Linked DNA regions of Mus musculus: regions 2, 3 and 4 are each linked to region 1. A link is a contact called in public Hi-C and promoter capture Hi-C data. All regions are on one chromosome and are shown on one strand. The core of a region is the stretch at or near the end of the contact, and the rest is flanking DNA. Distances in the headings are between cores, read along the strand shown.

Evidence for each region. Promoter capture Hi-C pulls out the DNA fragments that hold promoters and counts their contacts. Hi-C and Micro-C count contacts between places; a contact is called where the count stands out from the background.
Region 2: a contact with region 1 is called in a Hi-C map of regulatory T cells, with 10 times the contacts expected there. The contact joins the promoter of Arhgap17 here to the promoter of Bub3 in region 1. A contact is called at or near these places in 2 of 484 Hi-C or Micro-C datasets (B cells and regulatory T cells).
Region 3: a contact with region 1 is called in a promoter capture Hi-C map of liver, with 7 times the contacts expected there. The contact joins the promoter of Bnip3 here to the promoter of Bub3 in region 1. A contact is called at or near these places in 1 of 39 promoter capture datasets (liver) and 1 of 484 Hi-C or Micro-C datasets (CD4 T cells).
Region 4: a Hi-C map of CD8 T cells shows a contact between it and region 1, with 5 times the contacts expected there. The contact joins the promoter of Mapk1ip1 here to the promoter of Bub3 in region 1. A contact is called at or near these places in 1 of 39 promoter capture datasets (pre-B cells) and 3 of 484 Hi-C or Micro-C datasets (CD4 T cells and CD8 T cells).

Annotation. Positions count from the first base shown.
Region 1 is chr7:131,555,936-131,562,897 of GRCm38.p6, forward strand. Bub3 (BUB3 mitotic checkpoint protein) reads left to right here and starts at 4,435. Exons shown (of 8, transcript NM_009774.4): 1 at 4,435-4,519; 2 at 4,775-4,969; 3 at 5,602-5,671. The coding sequence starts at 4,775. It overlaps Hmx2 (H6 homeobox 2), which reads left to right. Exons shown (of 2, transcript NM_145998.4): 2 at 1-2,079. The coding sequence ends at 45.
Region 2 is chr7:123,367,080-123,374,041 of GRCm38.p6, forward strand. It overlaps Arhgap17 (Rho GTPase activating protein 17), which reads right to left and starts at 2,836. Exons shown (of 20, transcript NM_144529.2): 1 at 2,675-2,836. The coding sequence starts at 2,727.
Region 3 is chr7:138,906,854-138,913,815 of GRCm38.p6, forward strand. Bnip3 (BCL2/adenovirus E1B interacting protein 3) reads right to left here and starts at 2,653. Exons shown (of 6, transcript NM_009760.4): 1 at 2,510-2,653. The coding sequence starts at 2,540.
Region 4 is chr7:138,842,388-138,849,349 of GRCm38.p6, forward strand. Mapk1ip1 (mitogen-activated protein kinase 1 interacting protein 1) reads right to left here and starts at 3,880. Exons shown (of 2, transcript NM_001045483.1): 1 at 3,570-3,880. It overlaps Ppp2r2d (protein phosphatase 2, regulatory subunit B, delta), which reads left to right and starts at 3,999. Exons shown (of 9, transcript NM_026391.2): 1 at 3,999-4,128; 2 at 4,225-4,317. The coding sequence starts at 4,122.

The sequences.
Region 1 (6,962 bases), core at 3,185-5,684:
TCGGCCTTACCGCTCTACAACCTGTACAACAAGCTTGACTACTGACATGCTCGCCCGCCGGCTCCCGGGACGCCCCTGGTCGCCTGCAGCTGCCTGCATAGCCCGGCGCGGTCGGGATCCTTCGCAGAGCTCCGGAGCAGAGCGGCGCGTGTCCAGAAATATTAAGAAATACACCATGTGTATTCGTTATGTCTTATTTATGGCCTCTTTCCTACCTTTTGTTTTGTTTTGTTTTATTTTGTTTTGTTTTGTTTTGAGTATTTATCTGCATTCCTCACGCCAGAGCACCTGCTTTCTACACAAAACCAAACAACTCGCGTTTGAAACTATTTTGGAAGGGGAGGCTCTCGGGTGGTGGTGGGAAGTGGGGTTTTGATTAGGTCGGTTTTGACCAGTAGCAAGAAAAAAAAAAAAACATCAGAAAAACCACCAACAGAACCAGGCAGTCTTTCTCCCATATATACACCTGTATATAGAAAATGTGGTAGGACACAAGCTCAGCCGAGCCGAACCAACTAGGGCTTTGGTCGTTGAACTAATCACTTCTCTTTATTCCCTTCATCTTGAGGATGGGTAGGGGCAAAACGAGGAGAGTACAGATCTGTAAATATTTTTAAAGAGAAAAAAATAAAACGTTTTAAACATGGTTGCTAACTTTGGAGGGATGGATTGTCCCAGGAGACAGCGGCAGAGGAGTTTCTGGATTTTTTTTTTTTTTTTTGCCAGAGCATGCAGGATTCTGTCTCCTCCCTCAGCCCCCAAGGTTCTGCTCTCACCACGTGTGGGTGGGGCTGGGCTCAGAGGTTAAAGGTCGGGATATTGGGGCTGCCCAGGCAGCACGTGACTGGGGCTGCTTACAGGAACAGCACAGTTCCCACGACCCAGGTGTGCGGGTTGGGGTGCACTCGAGATGGAATCCAGATCCACAGCCCCGCGCAGCGAAAGACAAAGCCAGGAGCCTGGCTGCTGACCCGGTCGCCTCTGGGAATGAGCCAAGCAAGGAGGTGAACATCTCCCCGATACTGGGCTGTTTTGGGCTAGACGAAAGCTGGGCACGCCGCGAAAGGCCGGAGCTCTTGGCGTTCTTGGCGTCCTCCTGCGCGGAGTAAAACGTGGGGTGAGAGAAAGCGTCCGCTTGGGTTCCAGAGCCACAGGCGACTGGCTTGCAGCCCTCGCAGGGGTCTCCCGCTGGTGACACAGTTGCGAGAGTTCTGCGCAGAGCGGGAAGTGATGCCTAAGGGTCAGATTTCGTTGGAGGGATTCGTGGAGCAGATGACACGGGCGCTTCCCTAGTTTCTTTTTGTAGTTGTTAAATTTGCCCGTGAATGACAAAAAGGTCGGATCACTGGCTAACTTGCAGCAGCTGTTTCTGAATTGAGCACTGAGGATTGCAGTGCCCGGCTGCCTGCCTCCATGCAGGGTTAGGGAGGCTCTGCACCCGGAGAACTGCTTCGTCAGGATCATGCAAATCACAGCACTGTATTTTCTCTACGTTTTCATAGCATCCACCTGTTCCTTGTTAAATGTCAGAAATGGGCCTGGAGCTTGGAGGAGGCCTCAGGTAGAGTTATTAGGTCCAGCCCGCCTCCCCTCAGTGGTTGATCAGGGTGCAAAGAGCTAGGAGTCTGCAGCGCCAAGGCCCTATCTATTTCTTTCTTCAGAAGAAAACCTGGTGCCTGAGGGACCGGTCTCTTTGAGCCAAGGGGGCATCGAAATGACTTGCATTTTGTAGAAATTCACAGAATGTAAACGTTTACATGGCCCATATCATTCCGTGAAATATGCCTGGCAGAAGAGATTTGCTCTGATATTGCCTATTTTTTTCTTAACACATTATATTTTATAAAACCTGCAACTCCTCCTAGGTGACATTAGATGGATGCTACACAAGAATGCACCGGGCAATACTAGGTTGGTTTGCTTACATTTGTTTTATTTTAGCTGTGTTCACCTCAATAAGTATTTGTTGAGGTCTCAACATGTGCTAAGAACCTACACTAAATTTGGGGTGGTCCAAAGGAGAACACAAAGAGGCCTATCAGTTCTCTTCTTACTTATTAAATATGTGTTTTCAATTGCTCATTGGATATGTGTATTTTTCTGTCACCGTAGTTTTCACTCCAGATAACCTCTCTACATTCTTTCCCTGACAGCATTCTTTGAGTGTTCCACCCAGAAACAACCACATTACTTCAGAGGACTGTCTTGTAAAAAAACATACTCCGTTCGGATGCTTTTGATCTGCCTTTCAGCAGATTACAATTCGGTGATGGATTTAACAGTATTGGGTCATCATATTTGCTTCAGGATGGCTTTCTCCATAGGTAGTGACCTCCTCCTCCTGTCACTGTCGGCATTAACGACTTGAGTTTGCCCATAATATTTTAGGGAATGCCATTTCCCGCAGTTGTCATGTGGTATATATCTGACTCTCTTTACTCACCCAGACATTAGCTGTGGCAGGCGACTCACCACTGCAACAGGTAACTGAATATCACACACACACACACACACACACACACACACACATACTTACTTTACATTTGTGTTGTAAAATGGTCAAGACTCTGCTTGTGGCCAGATTTCCTATCTCAAGTCTAGCAATTCATTTGAATAATCAGCAAAATAGTCCATCTCTTTTCAGGCTCTAAACTTGATTTACAAGATTGACGTTTCTTAAAACTCAAATAGAGTTGGGCTGCAAGTGTGCGGCCAGAGGGGCCTGAATCATACACACATGGGATAATGAAATATGCTTAGATTTTATTAGCAGGTAATTTATGCTCAGAATCTGGAAACAGTAATAGAATTAAATAAACAACTGGGAAAGAGAACCAAATAAGTCAAGAGGTAAAATTATTTGGCTAAACTTAGAATGCAAAACAACTCAATGCATTAAAAAAAATTGAACTTGGCCATTGATTTGTTGAAAGAGAAGAGAGAGAAAGAACCACATACTAGAACTATTTGGAGAGGGAAGACAACCAGAATATTTTAGCCATAATAACCATCATCAGGACAAAAGACTGGTGTGTGTGTGTGTGTGTGTGTGTGTGTGTTATTGTCAGGAATCTTAAGTGCATTTAGTTCAGAGTCTGTGCACACATAAGATCTTTCTTTCTTTCTTTCTTTCTTTCTTTACTTTTATTTTTTTAGACAGGGTTTCTCTGTGTAGCCCTGGCTGTCCTGGAACTCACTCTGTAGACCAGGCTGGCCTCGAACTCAGAAATCCACCTGCCTCTGCATCCCAAGTGCTGGCTGCGCCACCACTGCCCGGCAAGATCATTTTTCTTTTCTTTTCTTTTCTTTTTTTTTAAAAATGTACCTTGAAAGTTAAGTAGTTTAAAACTAGAGACAACTTCCTACTTCATGCAACAATTTCAAAATAAAAGGGATTGTCTCAAAAAGATGGGACAGAGAAAAAGAAGTTGTATCCAAGGATTAATTAGAAACTCAGTAACATTTTGCATGTCAGTATGCTACTATGTTGTTTGTTAAGTACTGCTTTTCTCTCACAGAACCAAAACAACCTTTTGATTCTCATATTTTTTAGAGGATTCTAGAAACAGAAAGTGCAGCAAACTGAGCCTGCAACTTCCATGATAATGCAGAGGAAGGTGGGAGAGGGAGGACAGTCACAATGCTAGGTCCTATGATGAACATTCCTAAGAGATTCTGGCTGATCGTTAAAGATTGGAAATATTTGTGTCCTGCTCTGTTCACCCTTATGGGTGTGGTACTCTTCTAAAGCAAGGAGTAGTTTGACTGAGTGTGTATTCCCAGAGCTGCTTAAGAGGCCTGACATTCAGGTGCTTGAAAACTGTGGAGAGATGAAACGATAAAAATGAGATCACTAGAACTCAAGGGAAATGAGTCTCTAGTTCACAAATTGATAACCCAGCAAAATAAAAGCAAATAGTACCTTTGACTAGAAATTATTCTTCAGTATGACTAGTCTGGATTAAGTCCAGGGGTATGTGCACGGCTAGAAAGAAAATATTAATTTATATCTATAGTAGTTATCAACCAAAATGAAATTCTGTGTCTGAGAGATAGAGGAGAAGGATGTCACAAGAGCTAGATAAAATCTCTTTTCTGCCTTCTAGTCTGTGGATGTTCAGGCAAGCAGCTCCAGGGAGACTACAACTCCCAGCATGCAGCATACAATTGTGGGCGGGCGTGAACGCCTTCATGACCTGAGCATACTTGGGAGTTGTAGTTTTCCCTCCGCAGCTCCAGAGATGTAACCTCGGCGTGGAGGTACTAAGAGACCCGGTGAACGGGGGGGGGGGGGGAAACGCGGCTTCCCTTTGAGCCGGAACAGGATGACTGCGGAAAATGAGGCAAGCAGTAAATCAGACCAATCAGCTGCCGAGATCGAGCCGTTGGCGTTCAAAATCAGCCAATGATAGGCCTGCTCCGGAGCTTCCTCTCCGCCTTCTCCGCTTTGCCTGCGAGTGCTCGGAGGGAAGCGGATCGGTAGTGGCCGGTGCAGAAACGTTGCTTAGGCGGACAGGAGGTAGAGGTTCGGGCGAGGGCGGGCGGAGCGGGATCTGTGGCCCGTGGCCGGCGCATCGATGCACAGAGGGATCCGGTCGAGGTCCATTGTGTTTTATATGGGGATCTGCGGGCAAGGAAGGAGGCCAGGCCGGGTGGAGCTCGGCGGAAGCGGGATGGCGGCCGGCCTGGATCAAGGGGGACTCGCGCAGGCGCAGGCCGTGGCCGGCCTCTGTTGCTCCGGTTAGGAACTCAGACTTAGCGTTTTGTTCTACAGATGACCGGTTCGAACGAATTCAAGCTGAACCAGCCACCCGAGGATGGCATCTCCTCGGTTAAGTTCAGCCCCAACACATCCCAGTTCCTCCTGGTCTCCTCCTGGGATACGTCTGTGCGCCTCTACGATGTGCCCGCCAATTCCATGAGGCTCAAGTACCAGCACACTGGTGCTGTCCTGGACTGCGCCTTCTACGTAGGTGGATTCAGTTTCTGCTCCTGTCCCCTTAATACTGAGATGTCCTAGGCCTTGCCAGTAGCATCTCATACACGGTTCGAGAATTCTGATAGTTCATAACTACTCGGGAATTCTTCCCTTTAGCCTGGCATCAAGCCTACTACAATGGTTTGTGTTCTTATTTCTTCTCTCGTGGCAATTTCAATCTCCATTTGTAAATTCAGACTTGAGTAAACTTTCTGGACATAGATAATTGAAGTTAGCAGCAAGACTGATTTTTAGCTATCCTTTGAAAAGTAATGAATGTTGTCTAATTTAGCCTTAACTCCTGGTGTCCACCTTGTATTTGCTTCCTTGTGGAGATCACTAACTTGCATTTTTGTTTGCTTCTTAGTTTCTGTCACACTGGACATAACACTTGGCTGTAGAAATAGCAATGTTGAAAATGCTTGCTAAAGCTTTGTAACTTTGAATTGGCTCCAAATGTAAGAGTGGGGTGGGAGGATGTGGTGGCCACAACTTTAATCCCAGAGGCAGAGGCAGGAAGAGCTCTTGAGTTTTGAGGCCAACCAGGGCTACATAGTGTCTTCCAAAAAAAAAAAAAAAAAAGTAAGAAAGAAAAAAAATCAAACCCAAATTTTGCTTTGTAGGATCCAACGCATGCCTGGAGTGGTGGATTAGATCATCAACTGAAAATGCACGATTTGAACACTGATCAAGGTATTAATATAGCTACATTTTACCAGTTTTTCTTTACTAGTGTATTTGTGTAGAAATGCTTATTTAAGAAGAGTAGGTGTTTTCAGTACTTATGTGAAGGCGGAACACGGCTTTGATAATAGACTTTTAAAATTGGATTAAGTTACCACAAATGGAACCTGAATTTTGCAGTAAAGCCCCTTCTGAGCACTGTCTTTTTTTTTTTTTTTTTTAAGATTTATTTATTTAATTTATAAGAGTACACTATAGCTATCTTCAGACACATAACAAGAGAGCATTGGATCTCATTACAGATAGATGGTTGTGAGCCACCATGTGGTTGCTGGGAATTGAACTCAGGACCTCTGGAAGAGCAAACAGCCAGTGCTCTTAACTGCTGAGCCATCTCTCCAGCCCCTGAGCACTGTCTTAAGTGTCTAGTGGAAGCATCATTTAAGCATTTGACTGTCACTATTAGAAGTCTTAAGCAGCGGACTGGACTCAGGGTCCGGTTTGTCAGGATTTCTTTGGACAGTTTGATATTTTAGGTTGGTCTTTTCACAGGCTAAAAAAAAAAGTACATTTTAAAAATGGAGCACGGTAGCCCCGTCATATTTATCTTAGTGATGCCTTTGCGTTCTTAGCAGGAGAATGTATTTCAGTTGGCTGTGTAAAAACATTTCTTAAGAGGTTTATGATTTCACTGTGGCAGGATTTGGAATGGAACCCAAGACGTGCAAAGCGCTCTGAGCTTTGTTTGCCTGCCCTGTATTGGATGTAGGTATACTGGAAAGCGATGGTGGGGGTGTAGACATGTGGCTACCTAGAGGCCAGCTTGAGCAATCCGAGTGGACTGAGAAGCACATCTGAGCCAGGTGTGATGCTGCTCCTGGAATCCCAGCACTTGGGAAGGGGAGGCGGGCGGATAAGAAATTCAAGGCCAGCCTCGGCTATATAGATAGTTTGAGGCCAGCCTAGACTACTAAGACTCTGTTTCCAGGAGAAAAGGAATGATTTTTCATTGGAAGAGGCCTCTGTCCAAAAGTGACTTTGTGTGTTTAATATGCACATGCGAGGAGAGCACTCTGCCTGAGCTACATTCCTGATCCTGGTCCTGGTCCTCTTCCTTTTTTTTTGTCTGTCACATGGGCTTTGGCACACAGTAGATATTTAGTAGATGTTTACTGAATGAACAAATGAGATACTGTGAAAGTTGAAATTGACAGGAAGGAAATTATGTAGCAGAAATTGGACCCTACCATGAGAAGCAAGTGAGTTAATTGAAAGACTCCCCTCAGCCTTCAAATCCTGT
Region 2 (6,962 bases), core at 1,586-4,085, 8.2 Mb before region 1:
TGTATAATGACTTGGGGTTTGCCCATCTCCTCCATGTATCTACTGGGAAGCTCCAGGGCAGAGATCTCGTTTGTATTCTTGGTCTTTGATTCTTTAATATCGCACAGTGGTGTACAGTGTAGCCTCACTCAGTGCTCACTGAATATGAGACTCAACAAAGAGCAGGTGACAAAAACATCCACCCCACTACATTGCCCACACTGTGAGACCACCCCATAAGCCTTGCCCACAGACTCATCCATCCACCCTCTGCACACAAAGTGCATCATGTTAGCTCATCCTTTCTAGGCATTACTAATCCTCAACCATGCCAGGCCCATGAAACTTCTCGGGGGAATTACTCACGAGCATTCCATCCTAGCGAAATTCCTCACGGCAAGATAGCACCTAGAACTCCACAAACTGATAACTGTAGTCGATTACACAGATAAACTCCTCCTCTATCCAGATCACAGCTGGGAGAAATCTGTGCTAGAAAAGCATTCTTCTTTGCCCAAAGACACCCACGATCTGCTTCTGATGGGAGTGTACCAACCATCTGGCTCACTGAATAATAATTCTCAGTTCTAGCCTCCATTTTTCTTCCTACCCCCTTAGGGTTACTTAAATAGGGAAAACTTGAGCTCGTGTGCGCGCGCACACACACATACACACGGGGGGGGGGGGGGGAGTTATCTAGGAAATCAACGACAAGAGAGCAACAGATTTTCAACCCAGTAAAAACAGATGTTCTGACTTTAGTCTCATGGCTACCACACCCTTACAGCTCTGTAATAGCTGCAGCTTCCCCTGGCATCCAGCAATAAAGACTTTCAAACAGAGTCAAAGGTCAGGGCCAGAATTACTGTCCCAGTATGAATCACTACCACTCCATCCTGTTCATATTTTCCCAAACTTAATTCCGCAGCACCAGGCAATGCAGGACAAGCTGGAGTCCCAGAATTGACAATTTTGACAGGTCATCTGTCCTGGGATGGGAGTCACACACAGACCCTGGGAATCCAAGACTCATAGGAAAGACTCTCCCGGTGCTCAAATAGCCAACACGAGCAGGTAAAGAGGACGTTTGAAGATAGAAAGCAGGTAGCGCATGGCCTCAAGACGGTGCCCATCCAAGACATCAAGGATCTTCTAAGGACATGGAGACTGAGAGAAGTGAAGAGCATGAAAGGTTATCTATCGGCCAGGTGTGGTAAGAGAGGCTTATGGGAATTCCAGGAAGAGGTTAACATATAAGAAACATAGGCCTCCTGTGGGAACTGAAAGTGGGCAAGTCTGGCCAGAATGTAAAACTAGGAAGAGAGACTAAGGAGAAGCAGGGGCCCACAAAACCCTAACCAGCTTTCAAGGCAGAAAGCTCTCAAGACTTTGCATAAAACCAGCAACTTTCCCTTGTCCCACACAGGACGAAACCTAATCAATAACAAATCTAACAAAGGCATTGTGGCAGCCACTAAGTTTTGATTCTGCCATGCATATCTGCAAGGAGTACAAGACTCACAAGAAAATTATCACTTCTCATCATATTTCTTGTTCATGCCATTAGGATTACTCGCCTTGACCCTAGTCTTTCTCTAACTCTACACGCAACAAAAAACTAGGCATGTGTGGGTTTAAGGGGCAGGGACTGAGTCTGGATAGAGGATACCAAGATTACATGATGGAGGGATTTTTCTTCCCTTCTATTTTTCTTTTTAGAAATTCAATAACAAAACTTAGCAAAAGGTTGGGGGAAATGAAACATTGTAAAAAGCAAATTTAGAAAACCCAAGAGGAAGTAAAAGTATTTTCGTACACATAAAAAAAGAAGTGTCTCACGTGCTTCAACCAAACCAAACTGTCCTTAACTGCTAAGGGAGGAGGGTAACAGCAAGAGCTGTGAAAAACCCATCTATCTTCGTGCAGAATAACCAGCAAATTGGTTCGGCAAAGCTATCCGCCCTGCAAGACCTTGAAATATTTGTTCCAGATAGCACAGCACATGACAACAGCCTCCTGAAAGCTCTAAAAACCGCAAATCGTTCCTGTTCTACAGCCTACTCATCTACTGTCCCTCCTGTATTCTTTCATTAAAAAAAAAAAAAATCAGTTTCTTGTCAAGCACTCACTCAGTGTCAGAAAATACCACATCCAAGGTGAGATGAGAAAAGGCATCCTTTTCGCTTTCCAAACCTCTAGACCTCAAGAACTCACAGCAAACTCCCAAAAGCCTGGATTTTGAGACTGCAGTTCTCGATTCCTTCACAGAGGGGAGGGGGGCTGAACTTAACTGGGCAAGCCACAGTAGCCTAACACCCCTTAGGTTCCCAGTGACCAGCAAGCTCTTCTAGGAGGAAGGCTGCAACAGCGGATCAGCGGGGAGAGCCTGAGAACACCGGCCCCAAAGCTGCGCGCCTGGCACTGCGAGAGGCACACAAGTTTACGGAGTTTTCGCACCAGGCGGCGAGCTCCGGCTGGCGGGGACAGGGAGGAGTAAAGACCCTCGTGAGTCTCCCGAGGACGATGCTCCTCCGGCCAGGACAATGGGCAGCGCCCAAGCCGTAGCTAGGCGCAGACCCCCGCCCCGCGGGGCCCAAGGCCGGGCCGCGCCCGGCTCTCCCCGCTCCCCGGCTCCTCGCGCGCAGGACCGGCCCGCCCCCCGCGCGCCCCCCGCCGGCGCGACCCGCGCACTCGCCTGCCGACAGTCTGATTGGCCAGCTGCTTCATGCGGTTGAATTGCTTCTTCATGGCGGCGGCGGCGGTGGCGGCGCGGCAGGCGGGCGGAGGAGAACTGGGGACCGTCTGGCGGGTCCTACCTACATCGCTTCCCGGCCCCGGAGGCGGTGACGGAGGCTACAATTCGGCCCCGCCCCTCGCCGCGTCACTTCCAGCGTCGCCGCCCGCCCCTACCACGAGTTGGGCCGAGCCTAGCCGAAAGAGGCCGAAACCAGAGAGGTGGAACAGGTGCGGACGGACCCAACATGGGCGGAGTTAAGTGGTTCAGGGCGGGGACCAATGAGGCCGCGCCGAGGTGGGTAGAGCCGAGCCGAACAGGGTCGAAACTAGATAGGTGGAGCCGAGCTTGGTCCGGCCGAAACCGGAGAAGTCAGGCGTAGCTGGACGGAGCAGAGCTGGGCGAACTTGAGTGGAGCCGAACCAATCGGTGAGCGGAGAGGAATGGAGTTGAGCCAATCGGAGACGGACGAGAGTGGCTCTGCTAAGAAGAGCGGAGACTACCCCAGCCCGGCACCTGGACACAGCGGTTCTGAATTAGAGCTGGGCAGGATGGGCCGAGCAGAGCCAAACTTAGCTACCTACTCTAGTGGTGACAACTAGAACGCAAGTGAGCCTCGCAGATCCTGGTCCGGTCCGGCAAGGCGGAACACAGGGATGGGGTCTTGTCCAGTCGGACCCGGAGTCAGGCCAGCCCGGGAAGGGGTTTGGGGGGAGAAGAGTCCGGCCAAGCCGAGCGGAATAGTAGTCCTAGACGAGTGATGCCCGGTCAAGTGAAGGCGAACTGAAACGAGCTGAGGTTAAGCTGAGCGAGTGGACCTAACCTATAGCGGCGGGTCAGACCAGGGTTTATCCTAACCTAGCAGGAGTGAGCTGAAGCAGATCTATAGGGTGAACCAGCTCCGCGCCCTCAGTACTTGAACTGGTCCATGGGAAAGGCCAAAAGAGTAGGGTCAATCAGATGAGGACCCCCAGACTCCCCAGCCAAAGGAGACTGGCCTTCCCTAGGCCCCTGCACTGATGGGCCTCTGAGTCCCCGCTGCCATAAATGACCGCGAGGTTCTGATTCCCAGCCCTACAGTAACAGGCTGGGGAACTTGGTGGGATCATTTCGCATTGCTGAGCCCTTTCGTCCAACTGAGCCAAGTTAGTTTTATGACCCGCAGCCATGTCCTCCTGACTTGGCAGCCTTGGCTCCACACAACATTCCCTGTGCCCCGTGGGCTAAGGCATCCTTTACAGGCTGTGCGATGGTTTAAAGTGTCAACGTGACAGAATCTAGAATCACCTTGGAAACAAATCTCTGTGTGTGTCTGTGAAGAAGTTTCTACATCAGGTTAATTGACGTGGGAAGATCCACTCTAAATGTGGGCCACAGCATTCCATCATCTGTGGCCCCAGACCGCAGAAAACTAGCTGAGTTAGGAGCTTTCGTCTCCTTCTGCTTTCTGAACGTGGAGGCAGTGTGGTCTTCCTGCGAGCTGCCTCAAAAAACTGTCTATTGCAGTGCCTTCCCCATCATGGTAAACATCCCTTCCTAGAACTGGAAGCTGGTTTAAATCCTTCCTCCCTCACATTGCTTCTTGTCCTGCATTTTCTTAAAACAGAGAGCAAAATAACTAATGCAGGATGCATCTTGAGCTCAAAGAACAAGAAAATTAAAAATCTGTAGCGATTACAACACAAGTGTGGACCCTCAAGTCAGGCAGCAAACTGCAAGTCACCAACATTAATTACAACAGGAAGTGTTGAAATAAGGCTTTGTTTTGGTTTGGGTTTTTGTTTTGTTTTGTTTTGTTTTGTTTTTGAGGAGTCTCATAGCTGAGAATGGCCTTAAATTACTGATCCTCCTGCCTCCACCGGCCAAATGCTAGAATTACAGGCTTGTGGCACCCCGTCCAACAAGATTTATTAAAGCAAGACAGACAGGACTTCAAGACCATTTGCCAAACCTGAGTCAGCCATTGAGTCACTACATTCAGATGCTACCATGAAACTAGACAGTGGCGACATAGGCCTGAAAACCCAGCTACTCAGGAGGCTGACACAGAAGGATCACAAATTCCAGGTCAGCCTGGGCTACAGAAAGCAGTAAAAGAACAATGCAGAACAGATGTTGTCATCCTATCAGGGAACACTGTACAGACTTCATTCAGTTCCTGTACCAGTCATGCGCTAGCTTACCAAGTGGATGGCGTGGATTTTAATGTCAATTCGGTCACAACATGGACAAGTCAAAGTTTTAAGACGTGAGTGTGGAGCTGATCCTTATGGAGTGTTGCTCAGACTTGCCGGGTAGAAGGAAGAGCTAGTAGGTGGAAAGTGGCGTCTACCACCATAAAGAACTTAAACAGGACAGAAGCCAGGGAACTGTCAACCATCAAGTTCAATTGTCAACCACTGGCATCCAGAAAACCTCAGTGACACTGAACCAAAGACAGAAGAGTTAGAAATCATGTTTCAGCCAAGTGGCTCAGGAATTAAAGTCACCAATCTCTAAACCTCAGACCATGCTAAACACCAGTCTAGAGCGCAAGATGGGTTCTAGCTGCCAAACTTCACAAACTGACTTCCATCCCTGGGACTCGCATGGTAGAAGCAGAGACCTGACTGCAGCAAGTTATTCTCTAACCTACTCTCATCACACACATCCACACCCACCACATACATACACACACACACACACACACACTTAATTTTTTAAAACTGGCCTACCTACAAACAAAAAGAAGAGTCAAGCCCCAAAATTGAAGAACTTGAAGATGCAGTTAAAGATTTAAGTAAATTATTCCCTATAGAAAGTAACATAGAGTTTGACATAGGAAGAATGTGTCTCTGTTTCCATTCAAAAGAAACAAAGTCTTAGATGTAGACCTTTGAAAGTACAGGCTTGTGCAGTAGACCAAAGTGATTCCGTGGAAGAAGAAGGGAAATCTGAAAAGCCTAAGGGAAGTTCAGAGTTTCCAAAGGAATTCAATGCATACACCAAAGAAAACAAGAACACTTATAGCATAGGATGAGAAAAGATTCCTCGAATCCACAGATGAACTTCCTGGAAAAGATGGAACACCTTGGGGAACAACAGAGCAGGGTAAGCCTGTGGCTAACCCTAAAATGCTACATGTTGTCACAGAACTATGTGTCAACATAGTGTGTCTAACGTGTCAAACCACTGAGTCTCAGCCACATGTTAGAAAGACCTGCTTAAGGAGAAAGAGCAACATCAGTGAAAACTCCTGAACCTAAAAAGCAGTGTAAGATGTCCCTGCTTCAGTTTTTAAGAGACGGGCAGGGGTTAATTTAAAAAACCAACACAGGCAAACAACTACCTTCCCTATTCCCAATTCTTTTCAGGGAAAATTCAAGAAGCAGCTCAGTTGGTAGAGTGCTTGCCAAGTATCCCTGGGGCTCTGGGCTCAATCCTCAGCACTGTACAAATTGGCTATAGTAATACAGATCCAACAATTGGAAGGTAGAAAGAGAAGGGTTGTGAATTCAGAGTTACTCTTGGCTATATACAGAATTAGAAAGCAGCCTGAACTATATGAGACCCTTTCTCAAAAAAAAAAAATTCACAAAACAAAGTAGAACAGATCAAAATTCAGCTACATAAAAAAAAAGACAAGACTCAAACACATTCTGATGTTTTTCAAGTAGAAAATGTCCAGTATCTGGATATAGAAACTAACGTAAAAGGAAGAAAAGAACAATCATTTGATTGTTCAAGTAGGACACTCCACTTGCAAATGAAGAGAATGTGTCTCTGATTGAGCACAGCCTGAGCAGCAAGAACTTAGCTCATCAGACACCAAACAGGAGCAGGAACTTCCCAGGCTCTAAAACTGTGAGCAACAAACTTGCCATTTAAGAACCACCAAGTGCAGTGATTGTAGTAGAATGAGGAGGCCATGTTCCAGCTCCTGCAAGCAGGAGAACTCAGCAGCTTCAGTCCTGAGTCTCTTACTTGATTGTCCAGAGGAGGAGACTACTGGAACAATTGATGCTGGTTAGCTGAAGCTAAGAAATTAGTGGTGACAAAGAAGAGACCAACATCACTGAGGTGAAATCTTCTGGGTAGTGTTTTCTGAGAGCACAAAGGAGCTGTATTCCAGAGATAGCCAACCAAGGTTGTACCTTATGCTGCAGCTGGACTTGGTAATGTGTAAGAATCACTCAGGTGGCACTGGTTTCGAAAGCATGAAGGGGTTATGAAGAACAGCTGAGGCTCGGCACTGTGAGAGGCTATGGAA
Region 3 (6,962 bases), core at 1,403-3,902, 7.3 Mb after region 1:
TTTCAGGAAAGGGCAGCAACCAAGGCACAGAAATATCACAATACTTATCTCTCCTCCAGCATGCCAGAAGTCATACAGAAAAGCCCTGCTCCTAAACACCTTTCAATAAGATGGAGCAGAGGTAAAAAGGGAACAGAACCAATCAGTGTTGTGGGTAACGCCTTCAGTAACGCTGGTCCCAGAGGTTGCTATGGGGAATATTTGCTGTCCCACCTACCAACAAGGCTTCCACAGCTCTCAGCCTCAGAAGTAAACACGAAGCGGCAAACAGAGGAGCTGCCTCAGCTCTGACTCCAAGCTGGGATTCACATTTCATAGGGCAGCTGAGATAACCCATGTGACTAAGTGACCCCTCCTACCCTGAGCTAGACAGTGAGCCAGTGCTGAGCTGCACGTACACCCCAAACAATGGCCCAAATCCTTAGCCTGAGTTTCCACACCGTAACCATCTTTTTATAGAATAAGTAAAAGAGAAAAACACAAAACCTTAACCCTTGAAACGTCTAATGACAACCCCCTTCTGCCAATGACTCAGCAGTCTGGCGTGCATGTCAGCTGAGTGTATGTTAACCGAGACCTCTCAGGAATACTCAGAAACTCCCCTAGATGAAGTCTTAACAGCATAGTGTCAGAAATCAAATTTCAACTAGCTACGAAAGTGACTTTACACAAAACATCACTTGATCTCTTAAGAGAAAAGACAAAAAAACTTCTCAATCAAAAAATTCCAACTGTTTGACGTTTGACATTAGGGAATAAAACCTGAATTACGAGATTTTTTTTTTAATGTGGCTGTAGTTTGAAAATACAGATTCTGTAATGTGTTAGGCTGATTAAATTCTGCCTACTAAAATCTCGTTTAGGGTAATAAATTCAGCTAACTCAGTGTCTCTGAATGCAAGCTTTTTAAAAACTCTTTTAACACAACACTGCTCTGAGTTACCCTATTCCAGTACTCCAGGACACAGAATCTCTGGACAGCATAGTCTACACAAGTTCTAGGACAGCCAGAGCTATACAGAGAAACCACGTCTTCACACTAAAGTGGGTACTGTGGCCCACACCTTTAATCCCAGCACTAGGGAGGTGGAGGCAGGCAGATCTCTGGGAGTTCACTGAGAGTGAGACCCTGCCTGGGGGGGGGGAGGGGAGTTGACACTAAAGCATTCATTTTAAAGGTTTGGAAAGCCTCTCTCTCACGTTTACTGACATGCGTTTTACCTGGTGAACTCTTGCTTCAGAGAGTACAAAGGTCAACAGGATCCTCCTCCAGTCTCAGGGCCTGAGACTCAACTCAGACTCAACTCAGGCCCACCAGGTAGCTCTCAGAAATGGACAATGGCACATAGCACCCAGGCTGGCCTTGCAAAACTAGCAGCTGTCTGCGCAGTGCTAACAGTCTGTAAAGGCTGATGCTGGGAGAGCCTTTCTGTTATTTGTGAGACAGGGTCTGGCTACAGAGCCCCGAACTAGCCTGGTACGACTGTGTAGTCCAGGCTAACCTGGAATTTGTCAAGACTCAACTTCACCCACCCCATGATGGGATTTTAGGTGTGTCACCACACCCAGCCTCACTTCCATTTTAACCTACAATCTACTTCACTGCTTGCAGTGAGCCTACTGAACTAAATTATAAGCACTTTACCCTCCTTTTGAGCTGTTGTAGCTCTCTTCCACACTACCTCCAGCCATACCCCCTCTCTGTTTTTCTCTTTGTAGACTTGGCTGTCCTGAAATTCACTCTGTAGACCAGGTTGGCCTCGAATTTACAGAAATCCCCCTGCCTCTGCCTCCTGATTGCTGGGATAAAAGGTTTGTGCCACCACTGTGCGGCTATCCCACCTCTTAACTCTAAAACCTGACAGAGGTCTGAAACCCTGTATCCTCCTCTTCCATCAGGAAGTGGCAACAAAGCAAGCCAGGGGTAAAGATTGGGGGAGAGGGGACACAGCGGCAAAGCCTGTTAATTCCAAATTCCAGCTACTCTAGAGGCTGAACCAGGAGGATCACAAGTTCAAGACCAGTATGTCTTAAAGCAATAAAATGAAAACTGGTAGTGTTGCTCGGGAAATGAGCACTTACCCAGCACGTTCAGATCTGGTTCTGTCCCCAGTACCAAGTAGGAAAAGTGAAAGGCACTACAGTCATAAATATTAATGACTTCAATCAAAGCACTGAAAATTCAACTGCAACCTCTAACTCACTTAAGCAACTCTGAACAAGGGGACGCCAAGGGCCTGAAATCTGAGCTACTCGGGAAGCTGAGGAAGGAGGATCGCAGAGTTCGAGGCTCCCCTGACCTACAGAGTCTGAAAATACAGAACTATGACAGTGTGAAGAACAGAGCAGGAAAGAAAGACCCGGCCTGCCTGTGAAGGTACTGTCTGTAAGATGCCCCGAGGCTCACCACCCAGCCCCGGCTGCACCGAACTGCATCGCGGCCTCCACTCACCGCACCCCAGCCCGCGACCCTACCGCCTCCGCGGCCCCTCTCGGCCCACTGCCTCACCCTGCAGGTTCTCCTCCCCGCTCTGCGACATGGTGGCTCGGCAAAGGAGCCCGAACCCAACTGCGACAGGCCTGGGAGGCGGTCACCGAGAGGTAGCAGGGGCAGCCTGCGCCGCTCAGTTCTGAGGCCAGGCGACACTGGACTGAGGGACAAGGGGCGGGGCGGGGCGGGACGCACGCGGCGGCGGAGCCCATTGGCTGGGGGGCGGGGCCTGCAGGTGGGGGAGGAACGCGGGGGAGCGTGTGGCACGTGCGGCGCGTGCGCCGGCATGGGCGGGGCCTGAGGCAGGAGTGCGCGGGAGGGCGGCTGTTTTTAAGGTCTAATGCAGAAGTGGACCGGGGGCTGTGCCTGAGGCTGGAGTAACTGGGACCTAGGCGGGTAGGGAAGAGTCTGGGGGCGGGGCTCGAGGTCTGAGCCTTGGGACTCCGAGGTGCGCGCATTGCAGAGGCCAAGAGGCGGGTCTTGAAGCCAGGCTGGAGGTGGGCAGACGTGGGCGGGCTCCGAGATAGGCGTGGCATGAGGACGTGCGGCCAGGTTTTTGGGCGTCTGGCCTTGGGTGCTGAGTTTGCCCCTCCTGCTCGCGGTTGACCCATAGTTCCCCAATCTCCTCCGGAACCTGCGAGCGCCAGCAATGGGAGCACACATGGTCTCGCTGTCTCTATGCACGCTTACAGATAGTTTTTTAGGTTGCATCTTTAAGAAAAATGCAGTCCGGGAGTGCTTATGTATAACTCTAGTCCCAGCCCTGGTTCGTGGCCAGGCTGGGCTGCACTGTATGAAGCTGTTTACAACAAAGCAAAACAAAAAATTTGCCAGTATTCTACTGCAGCATCAATGGCGAGTTGGGTAGTGCTGTGGTATGCTGCATGCGAGAAAGGACGGCATTTTTGGACAGGAACGGTTGGAGAGACCTTTGGAGGGCCAGTTTTGAGGATTCTGCATCCTCCCTGTAACCTACCCAGTAGCTTCTCTGTACTTGGAGGTTGGAATTCCCTCTTGATACAGTTCTGGGATAGAGAAGGGGCTTGTGAACCTCAAAAGAAGCTATCTTAGTAGCAGTGGGTCAGGTCACTAGAAGCAGCTTCATTTGGTGTTTTGTTTTTTCCCAGACAATGTCATAACCGAGGCTGGCTTTGAATTGGCTGTGTAGCAAAAGCTAACCTTGAATTTCCGATCCTACTGCTTTCGCCTCCTGAGAGCTGGGATTATAGCTATGCAGCCTTGATTTCCGTTTGTTTTGTTTGGAGTGCTAAGGTTATACGAGGGCCTTGCACATGCAAGTTCACTGCAGCTGAGCCATGTCACCAGACTGAATCTGATGTCTTTTTTTAGACAGATTCGCTTTGTAACCTACTCTGGTCTTAAACTTTTTTTCCTGCCCCAGCTTCCCAGTGGTTCCACCACTCTTAACTGAAAGCTTGCTTTCTTACAGTGCTCGGAGCTCTAGCCTAGGGCCTTCAGAACAATAAACAGATTCTCTGCTACAGACACCAAACCTTTGTCTCAACCCCCCAGGTGCTGGGATTACAGACATACTACCACACCTAGCAAGAAAAAAACAGCTGTGGTCCTGCTTGGTGACAGACTCTGTGTCCAGCAAGAAACAGCTGTGGTCCTGCTTGGTGATAGCCTCCGTGTCCAGCAAATCCAAGGGTTCAATCCCCAGCTTGCATAGATATGTGTGCCTGAATGACAAAGGGAAAGAGAAGGGTCTGGGAATTCTCTACACCAGTCTACTAAGAAAAGGAAAAACGAAAATGTGGATTTGAAGGGGTTAGGGATGTTATAAGTAGAAATTTATGTTTATCCTTTTTTTTTCTTTTTTTTTCTTTCTTTTTTTTTCTTTTTTTTTTTTTTAATGGTTTTTCAAGACAGAGTTTCTCTGTGCAGCCCTGGCTGTCCTGGAACTCACTCTGTAGACCACGCTGGCCTCGAACTCAGAAATCTGCCTCTGCCTCCCAAATGCTGGGATTAAAAGCGTGCACCACCACTGCCCGGCCCTTTTTTATTTTCTATGTATGTATGTATGTGTGTGTGTATGTGTGTGTATATGAGGCTATTTATTTATTACAGGGTCTCTCTAGGTCTCATGGAACTCACCATGTAAGCCAGGCTGGCATCGAGCTCTCAGAAAATCAGCCTGCGTCTGCCCCCTGAGTGCTGTAGACATATGTATTTTTAAGGAGAAAAGGTTGTCCACCTCTTTAGACCATTCAATAAAAAACAGGCAAAGGAGTCAGTTGTTTGTAGTGGAGCACCACGCCTTTAATCCTAGCCCTCTGGGAGGCAGAGGCAGGTGGATCTCTGTGAATTAGAGGCCCAGCTGGTCCACATGGTGAGTTCCAGGCCAGCTGAGTTACAAGGTGAAAGCCCGTTCAAAGGGGGGGAGAAAAGTGGGAGGTGGTGGCACGCATCTTTAATCCCAGCACTTGGGAGGCAGCAGAGGCAGGCAAATTTCTGAGTTCGAGGCCAGCCTGGTCTATGGAAAGCAGTCTGGGAAAAATCTAAGGTACCTGAGTGACTTTCCCAACTTACTCTCAACCCCATGGAGAGTCTCAGTGAATCTGTCCCTCAACGGCTGCAGTACCTCAGAGGCACTCCATTCATGACTAAGCAAATAATGCCAGTAGTGTGGCTCAGAAGCCTGGTGCATCTACCAACAACTTCTAGCCAGGCACACTTGGGATGTAGAGCCAGAAGGATCAGTTCTAGGCTGAGATTTACCCACATAGTGACTTTGAGGCCAGCCTGGACTACATGAAACCCTGTTTCCATAAGTAACTTACATAAGTAGAACAGGGGCCTCAGCAGGTAAAGGTGCTTGTCACCAAGTCTGACAACCCAAATGCAGTCCCCATGGTGGAAGGAAGGAGAGAACGGGCTCCCAATAGCTGTCCTCTGGCCTTCTCTTGTACCAAGGACATGCACATACAAACATTAATAGAATGTTTAAAATAAATTCAGAAAATGTTGTGATTGATTGAGATAGGATCTTACTGTATAGCCCTGGCTGTCCTAGAACTCACTATGTAGACTTGAACTCAGAGATATGCCTGCCTCTCTCTGGCTTTCTAGTTCTGGATTAAAAGCATGGTTCACATTGTGCTAATAATTTATTCTTTTGTTTTGGGTAGTTTTTGAAACAGAGTTCCTCTGTAACCGTGGCTTCTCTCTCTCTCTCTCTCTCTCTCTCTCTCTCTCTCTCTCTCTCTCTCTCTCTCTCTCTCTCTCTCTCTCTCTGCAGACTGACCTCAAACTCAGATCTCCCTGCCTCTGCCTCCTGAGTGCTGGGATTAAATGTATGTGCCACCACCCTGCTAGTAATTTATTCTTTAAAAAAATAATAATTAACTGGGGCTGGAGAGATGGCTCAGCAGTTAAGAACGCTGACTTCTTCCAGAGGTCCTGAGGTCCTGAGTTCAGTTCCCAGCAACCACATGGTGGCTCACAACCATCTGTAATGGGATCTGATGCCCTCTTATGGTGTGTCTAAGTACTCATATACATAAATAAATAAATAAAATCTAAAAAAAAGAAAAATATTTAAAAAAATAATTAACTGGATGTGGCAACTCCACCTATAATCCTAATACTCTAGAGGTCAGGGCAGGATCATCAGTTCATTAAAATGTATTTATCTATTTACACATGTGCAGAAATGTTCATGTCATGCTCATTGATTGATATCAGAGGGTGACTTAAAGGAGTTGGTTCTCTCCTTTCTCAGTGTGAGTCACTACTGACAGGTGCTTTTACCTGATGGGCCATTTTGACTACCTGAGCCATGCAGTAGATTCAAGTATAGGACAGAATACAGAAGTTAGTGAGACTTTGTGTCAAAAAGTAAAAGGGGGGTTGGGATACTCAGAATGTAGATGGCTTGGCTCTCATGCAGGAAGCCCTGGATTAAAAAAAAAAAAAAAAAAAAAGACTAAGTTTTGTGGCCCACACATGTAATTGAAGCATGATGTGAAAGGCAGGACAATCCACTGTTCAAGATCAAGTCCAAGTTACATGAGACTTAAAAAAAAAAAAAACAAAAAAAACTAAAGATGTAGTTCAGAGTTCAGTATAGATTTCTTCCCTTGCATGTGTCAGGATCTGGGTTCAATCTCTAACATTGGAGGGGGAAAAAAAAGCCAGGCAGTGGTGGCACACACCTTTAATCCCAGCCCTTGGGAGGCAGAGACAGGCCAGGGCTGAGTTCTGAGTTCAAGGCCAGCCTGGTCTACAGAGTGAGTTCCAGGACAGCCAGGGCCACACAGAGAAACCCTGTCTCAAAAACTCCCTCCCCCACAAAAAAGCAGAGCAATAACAGCCCCAAAACAAGAACCAAGTTATCCTAAATGGCATTCTCCTACATGAAAGCATTCATTTATTAATTACGTTTCTGAAGCAAGGTCTCACATGAAGCCAGTGCTGGACTCCCAACTCATGGGTGACCTCCACGACA
Region 4 (6,962 bases), core at 2,630-5,129, 7.3 Mb after region 1:
GTGGGATACCGGGAAGCTGTATTTCTACTCCTGAGATGAACTTATCTCCATCTGTGAATTATTTGTTTTTCAGAAAAACACTTAAAATGAGCAAGTGGTTTTTTTCTCTGACTTTAAAATATGATTCAAAAACATCAAATAGCTGACAATGTTTTTCTAAAATAAGAAAAGAAAAGCAAAGCCAGGTATCTATCACTGGGAGGGAGAGTGTCCCCAAGCTTCTAGGCCAGCCTCTGAGACTCTCTGGGCACGAATGTGATGAAGTATGTATTCTGCTCCTGATTAAAAGCCTGCTGTGTTGCTCTAAAATGTGGAGCAGAGAAGTGCCTGACTATCCATGCATCAGCCAGGATGAACAAACCAAGCTGCACCCCACCATGTCAGCAGGACAGCAGCTCTCAGCCTCTGCTTCTACTTTTGCCTTCCCTTCAGACACGGGAGGAACAGCACCGTGGAGGTCAGAGGGCAGCAGAAGGGGCAGATGCACTCCCATAGGTAAATGCCGTGGCTTTGGGAGTAGGTAGAAAGGCCAGTGCTTTTTCCTGACACCAGGACTTGAGGATCCTGAAAGTTAAGAACTTTGTGGTCAATCTTTATTCCTAGAGAGGAGGTTATGGTCTAGGGTATGGGAAGAGCTTAGCAGTAAATGCCTGATTCATACTCTAAGCCCTCAGTGGCCTCTGACTTCCCGATGGCATACATCTACCAGACCCAATGGATACATATTAGGTAATTCACCTGCTTCTCATACCCTGGGTGACACCCTAGAAATTCTAGAAGTCAGTAGAATCTGGCCAAAAGCAAGCTCAGGGATTCCAGGCAAGGAAGCAGGCAACTGGACTAGCAACTCCAGCAAGCATATAATTGTCCCAGGACCCCTGCCCCTCAGTCCCCAGGGCTCCTCTATGCTCACCTGACCTCTGCCCTAGGTTCCCGTCCAGCCCCAAGAAGTCCCAAAGTCTGACTCAGGATGGGAGCTTAGACTGAAGTTAGTGCTGGTTTACGGCTACAGGAGTCAAGCAAGTTTCTACAACCCAATCTGCAGTTAGGCCATGACAGTCAGCACTACTTGGAAGTGCACCTACTCCACTCCCGCACCAAAGCCACCGAACTTTCCATGTCTAAGGTTAGATAACATGCACCATCTCTATCCCCTCACCCCTTCCTCAACCCCTATCACCCATCAAGCTCACAGATGCTACTCAACAGCTTCAGCACCCATCTTTCTGGCTAAAAGCCCAGAACCCCACCCCATGCTAAGTTCTCATGCACTCCCTCCTATCAGCCCGCTTACATAGTAGACAGAGATGGCTCAGAGATGGCCTGCTCCTGATGGACTCTGAGCTCCTGTACACAAAGACTAGGTCGGTCTCACTCAACAGACACACAATATTTGTTTCATTAGTTACTAACAGTTGCTATGGAGACCTTAAGATCACAGAAGGCAGGGGCTGGAGCAGAGTGGCTTAAGGTCTCTAAGGAATGACCCACAAGGGTTCTCGGTCTAAGGACAGAACCACATCCTTAGAGAGGAGGACAAACAGACAAGAGAGGAAAAGTGGATAGAGTGGAGGTGGAGAACAAGGCAGGTACCCACCCCATTCCACATTAGAGTAAGCAATCGAAAACGATGGGGCTCGAGATGGCTCAGTGCATGAGAGCACTTGCTTCTCCTCCAGAGGGCCCTAGTTTGGTTCCGAGCACCTATGTCCCGCAGCTCCCTACTGCCTATAACGCCAATGCTACAGGATCCAACACCCTCTTCTGGCCTGGGCATAGATGTGCATATATTTTAAAAAGTTAAATTTGGCCTATGCTGGCTCATTTCATGTCAACTTGACAGGGTGGGGTCATCTGAGAGGAGGGTACCTCAATGGAGAAAATGCCTCCCTCAGATCTACCTGAGGGCAAACCTGTTATTTTCTTAATTGGTAATTGATGGGGAGGAGTCCAGCCTATTATGGGTGGAGCCACCTCTGTCCCGGTGGTTCTGGGATCTGTAAGAAAGCAGGATGAGCAAGCCATGAGGAGCCAGCCAGTAAGCAGCACACTTCCATGACCTGCATCAGCTCCTGCTTCCAGGATCCTGCCATGATGTCCTTCAGTGATGGACTATAATGTGGAAGTGTAAGCCAAATATACTGCCTGCCACTAATTATTAAGGCAGCTACTTACAGTTCTGTCCATTCGGTCTGTCATTCTTCATTAAGAAGCACCCCAGTACACACAGACACACATGTGACAGTGCTGTCTAGCTACATAACTTAAACATGCAGCTACAATTAGGCAGATAGGAATATCGAGATCACTTGGCATTACTTGAGATACCCATGCCTACATGGAGTCTGGATAAACTTAAGTTAAACCCCAGTTCTGCAAGCAGTCTCAGAATGCTTCTTCCCAGGCTTGGAATTCCGTCCTCAGGCTCCTCCCAAAACGTCCTCCCAGAACTATACATATGCTCTTAACTCTCCTGATGCTCTGGAGTGTCATCTGGGTGACATTCCTATATCCTCACTACTCCATGTCTCTTATTCTTCTCCATTACTCTCATACACCCAGACACATGCAGCTCATTTTATCCTCCTACTTAACTCAGAGACAGTTCTTTCAGAAACAACCCTGAGTGCTGCTACTGATGGAAGGCCCTATTTCTTCATGACTTTCTCCAGCTCTTGGCCATAGCCAGCCCTCTCATCAGAGTTCACCCCCTGAAAACAGCTTCCTGCTCTGTCCCGGACCACCTTGCCTCCACTGCTATGACTAGCCTTCCTTGGCCACTTCTGTTCTCCCCACAGCTTCTTGCTGCCCTTTAAACACATTAGCAAGCTTAGGTGTGCTCCGTGCTTGTAAACCCAGCGCCAACGAGGTGGAACCAGACGTATTTCAATTTAGAGACCAGCCTCATGTTACATGGCAAGACCCTAATCAAAGTGTGTGTGTGCAATTGAATTAAAAATAAAACATCGGAAAGAAAAGGTCAGGGTGGCCCAGCCTGTGCACTAGCTGTTCTCATTTCTAGCAGCCGCCCAAGACGTCAGCCTGAGATTCTTTCTTATCTCCTCTAATTGCTCTCCTAAAGATACCAACTGCTCCAATCTCCTTCCCCTGCTTCTGTGTTGTATTTAACTCTAGTCCACTTAACTTTCCCCAGGTTTTTCTTATTGTCTCTTCTCCGCTGAAGAGTAAACTCCACCAGGACAGACACATCACCTCTACACAAGCAGCATCCCAGCCAAGACTGAGAATAGAAAAAGCACTTGCTAAAAGGCAAAACATTTTTGAAGTGGAGAATGCTCTGGTTTGGAACAACTGCCCTCTAGTGGTGCAGTACGCTCACTGCCAACTTCATAGTGATTTCGGATAAGTCAAGCCCACGAACAAATAATTCCTCTTCATGCTAGAAAAACACACCCACAAATAAAGCAAATGTCGAGAACGGTTCCCTAGGGGCTATACTGAGAGCTCAAAGAATCCCTGAAGTAGCACTCTGATGAGATCAGTGCTCAGAAGCTACGATCAAAGATTCTGGGGGCAAGAGAGCCTGGATGATGGGCAAAATTACGCACGCAGGTGCTGGGTTCCAGGTGCTCCGGGGATCAGAGGCCCCGCCTGCCCACGGCCGAGCGCTCTCTATTGGCAGATCCACGGAGGTTCCGCGTTCCCGTTGGCTCAGCTGTAGGAAAGGCCCAGGCCTTCGAGCATCCAGTCCAGCCGGCCGCAGAAGAAAGTCTGAGGCCTTAAGAACGTAGAGGGCGTCGCGTCCTAGCCTTGACACGACTCGAGAAGGCCGCCTCTATCTGCCAGCGGACTAGTCCAAGACACTCCTCTCCTTGGACCGCAGCGGCTACGTAGGTCCAACCTCAAGACAGCTCGCGCAGACGCAGTCGGCGCACGGTGCGCCCCCGGCAGCCCCCGCGGCACTGACCGTCGGAGGAGGCGGAGGGGGATGACGTCATCCGGCGGGGCGACGGGCATTGGGCGCCATTTTGAAAAGGGGAAAAAATTCCCTCCCCGGCGGCGGCGACGGTGGCGGCAGCGGCGGCGGCGGTGGCGGCCGGGGCTGAGCGCTCGGAGCGCCTCGGTCGGCCGCGCTCGGCTGGGCGCGTCCCGCCCGCGCCATGGCAGGTGAGGGCCGTGCGCGAGCGAGCGAGCGGGGCGGGCGGGCGGACTGGACGGTGGTGGGGCGGGGCGGGGCCGGCCTGACGGCGCGCTCTGTTGCAGGAGCTGGAGGCGGCGGCTGCCCGGCGGGCGGCAACGACTTCCAGTGGTGCTTCTCGCAGGTGAAGGGCGCTGTCGACGAGGACGTGGCGGAAGGTGAGGCCCGACCGACACCCCACCCCAACCCCCGAGCCCCGCAAGGTCATGCTCGCTCAGCCGCCGGTCCGGACGCGGCCGCCTTTGCCCGCCTGACCGGCGTTGTCCCGGGAGACCCTCGGCCGGCCAGCGGCTGAAGAGAGGGAGGGGTGTCCGTAGGGAGACGGCTGCGGACGCGGGGCTGGGGAGAGACTGCGGCTGAGTCCCGCTTCGGGGATCTGTTGGGGAGACGGCGGTGGACGCTAGCCTTGGGAGGCTATGGGGATGATGGCCATGACGCCGGCCTCAGGGGTCGGTGGGCACAGATGGCCATGGAGGCCAGCCTCGGGAGGCTATGGGGAGACGACCGTGGACGCCGGCCTCGAGGGTCTGTAAGAAGGTAAGGCCGGGGCAGAGGTATCGAGCCATGTAAGGAAGATGCGGCCACAGGTCTTTGGAGTCTGGGGTGTATAACGATCTTAAATGCATGTCTCACTAGCGTCTGTACGGAGTGAAGAAAAAGGACTGTAGACACTAGGCAGCGACCCCGGGATTCCGCTAGGAGTTGGTACCACGGGGTGAGGTGAGGTCCATTTTTGTGAAAGGAGAGAGATAGGGGGGCATGGCAGTTGATCTTGAGGCCCTGTGGGGTAAATCAGGTCCCAGACACTAATGTGGGAGCCCATGCAATATAAAGGGTCTTTCATCTATCTCCCTGGCACCCGTATAAGGTGGAAGGAGAACCATGCAGGGTTATCAGTCTCCGGGGGCCCATGCTGGACTGGACTCAGGACGGGATGGAGCACCGAGTGCTCTGGATACCCTGTTTGTGGTCGTAGGTGTGCTAGTCTGTCCAGTCCAATCTCTGGCCAGGTAGACGTCGGTCAGCCCTGGATCTCCACCTCTTGTTGTTGAGCAAGAGGAACTTATTTGTCATGGGGTCTCCTGAAGCGCTACAGTAGTGGCGGTTTTCTTTTTTTAACTGAGTAGTGTTTTCTCTTCCCACACTGCTCTTTAAAGTCACTTCTCCAGACTTTGTTTTTTGATGTTGTCCCATCCAGCCAAGTCCTGGGATTTCAAACACACACTGTGTGTGTGTGTGTGTGTGTGTGTGTGTGTGTGTGTGTGTGTGTGTGTGTGGTGAGCATAGGCCTGCCTGTTCGTGCTCCTGCACGTGTGGAGGTTAGAGGACAACTTAGCAGAGTTGGTTCTTTTTACCACGTGAGTCCCAGGGATGGCCATCAGGCTTGACAGCGAATGGCTTTACCTGCTAAGCAGTCTCATCCACCCACTTACAGTTTATTTTTGTTTTTTGAAACAGAATTTCATGTACCTCAGATTGGCCTCAAACTCCCTATATAGCTGAGGCTGGCATTGAACTGTTTGTTTCTGAGACAGGATTTTTCTGTAGAACAGCCCTGGTTTTGTGCACCAGGCTGACCTCCGGGGTTAAAGGCATAAACTGCTGTGCCCAACTTTGGCCTTGAATTCTTGATCCTGCTGCTTCTACTTCCCAAATTCTGAAATTATTGGCAAGCATTGCAATCAAAGCCCAGCTTTCCATAAAACTGTTCCTTATCCTCAAAGCTTCAGTCTGCTGCCTTCTTTCCCCTGATCACAGTTTAAATGTGCCATCATTGTAGGTAGACAGGGAAGTAGGAGAGCGTGAAGACTGTGGGATTTATTCTTAGAGATTTGACATTAGCATTTTATATTAGACTCAAAGCAACTCGTTCAGTGTCTAATAAACCATGGGCTTTCACTTTCTTTTAAAGACGTCTGTTCACTCCACCCACACTCCTCACTAGCAGGCGCTCCTCAGATGTCCTGTCCTGCTTCTTGTTTGCTCCTCCACCCTGTCTCTTCTGGAAGTGTCTGGCTTGACTCATGACCATTGAGAACATCTGGAGGCCTGTGGTCCCAGGGACAAGACCGGAACAGGTCATCTTGGCCTGTGAAACTGCTCTCCAAAAGTTGCAGAGGTGAATGGTTTCAGATTGAAGTCAGGTGACTTTTATGTGGCATAGTTTATTGATTTTGTTTCTTCTGTATTGGCATAAAATGTATTACTGTGTTTCATTTTTCTTGTGCCAGGTAGGTGACAGGTCAGCCTTATTCCTGTGATTCATCCTACTTGTGATAGCAGTGTAGGAAGATTAGGCTGCCTTAATTTTGAGTTTCTATGTGGTTTGGTTTGGTTTTTATTGATCAGTTAAATGAATTTAAACCGACTTTATACTTTGGAAAATACCATTCTTTCCCTTAAAAACCACAACAGAAGTATTTTGTTGCTTGTGTTAAACTGATTAGAACTTTTTGTGGGTTTTTTTTTGTTGTTGTTGTTATTGTATTGTTTTGTTTTACCTGTTTTTGTTTTGTTTTGTTTCAAGATAGGGTTTCTCTGTGTAGCCCTGGCTCTGTAGACCAGGCTGGCCTTGAACTCAGAGATCCTGCCTGCCTCTGCCTTCCTGAGTGCTGGGATTAAAGGCATGTGCCACCACTGCCCAAGCTTTTTGTGGGTTGTTTTTTTTTGGGGGGGGGGGGGGTTTGGTTTTTCGAGACAGGGTTTCTCTGTGTAGTCCTGGCTGTCCTGGAACTCACTCTGTAGACCAGGCTGTCCTGGAACTCAGAAATCCCCCTACCTCTGCCTCCCACCTCCCAAGTGC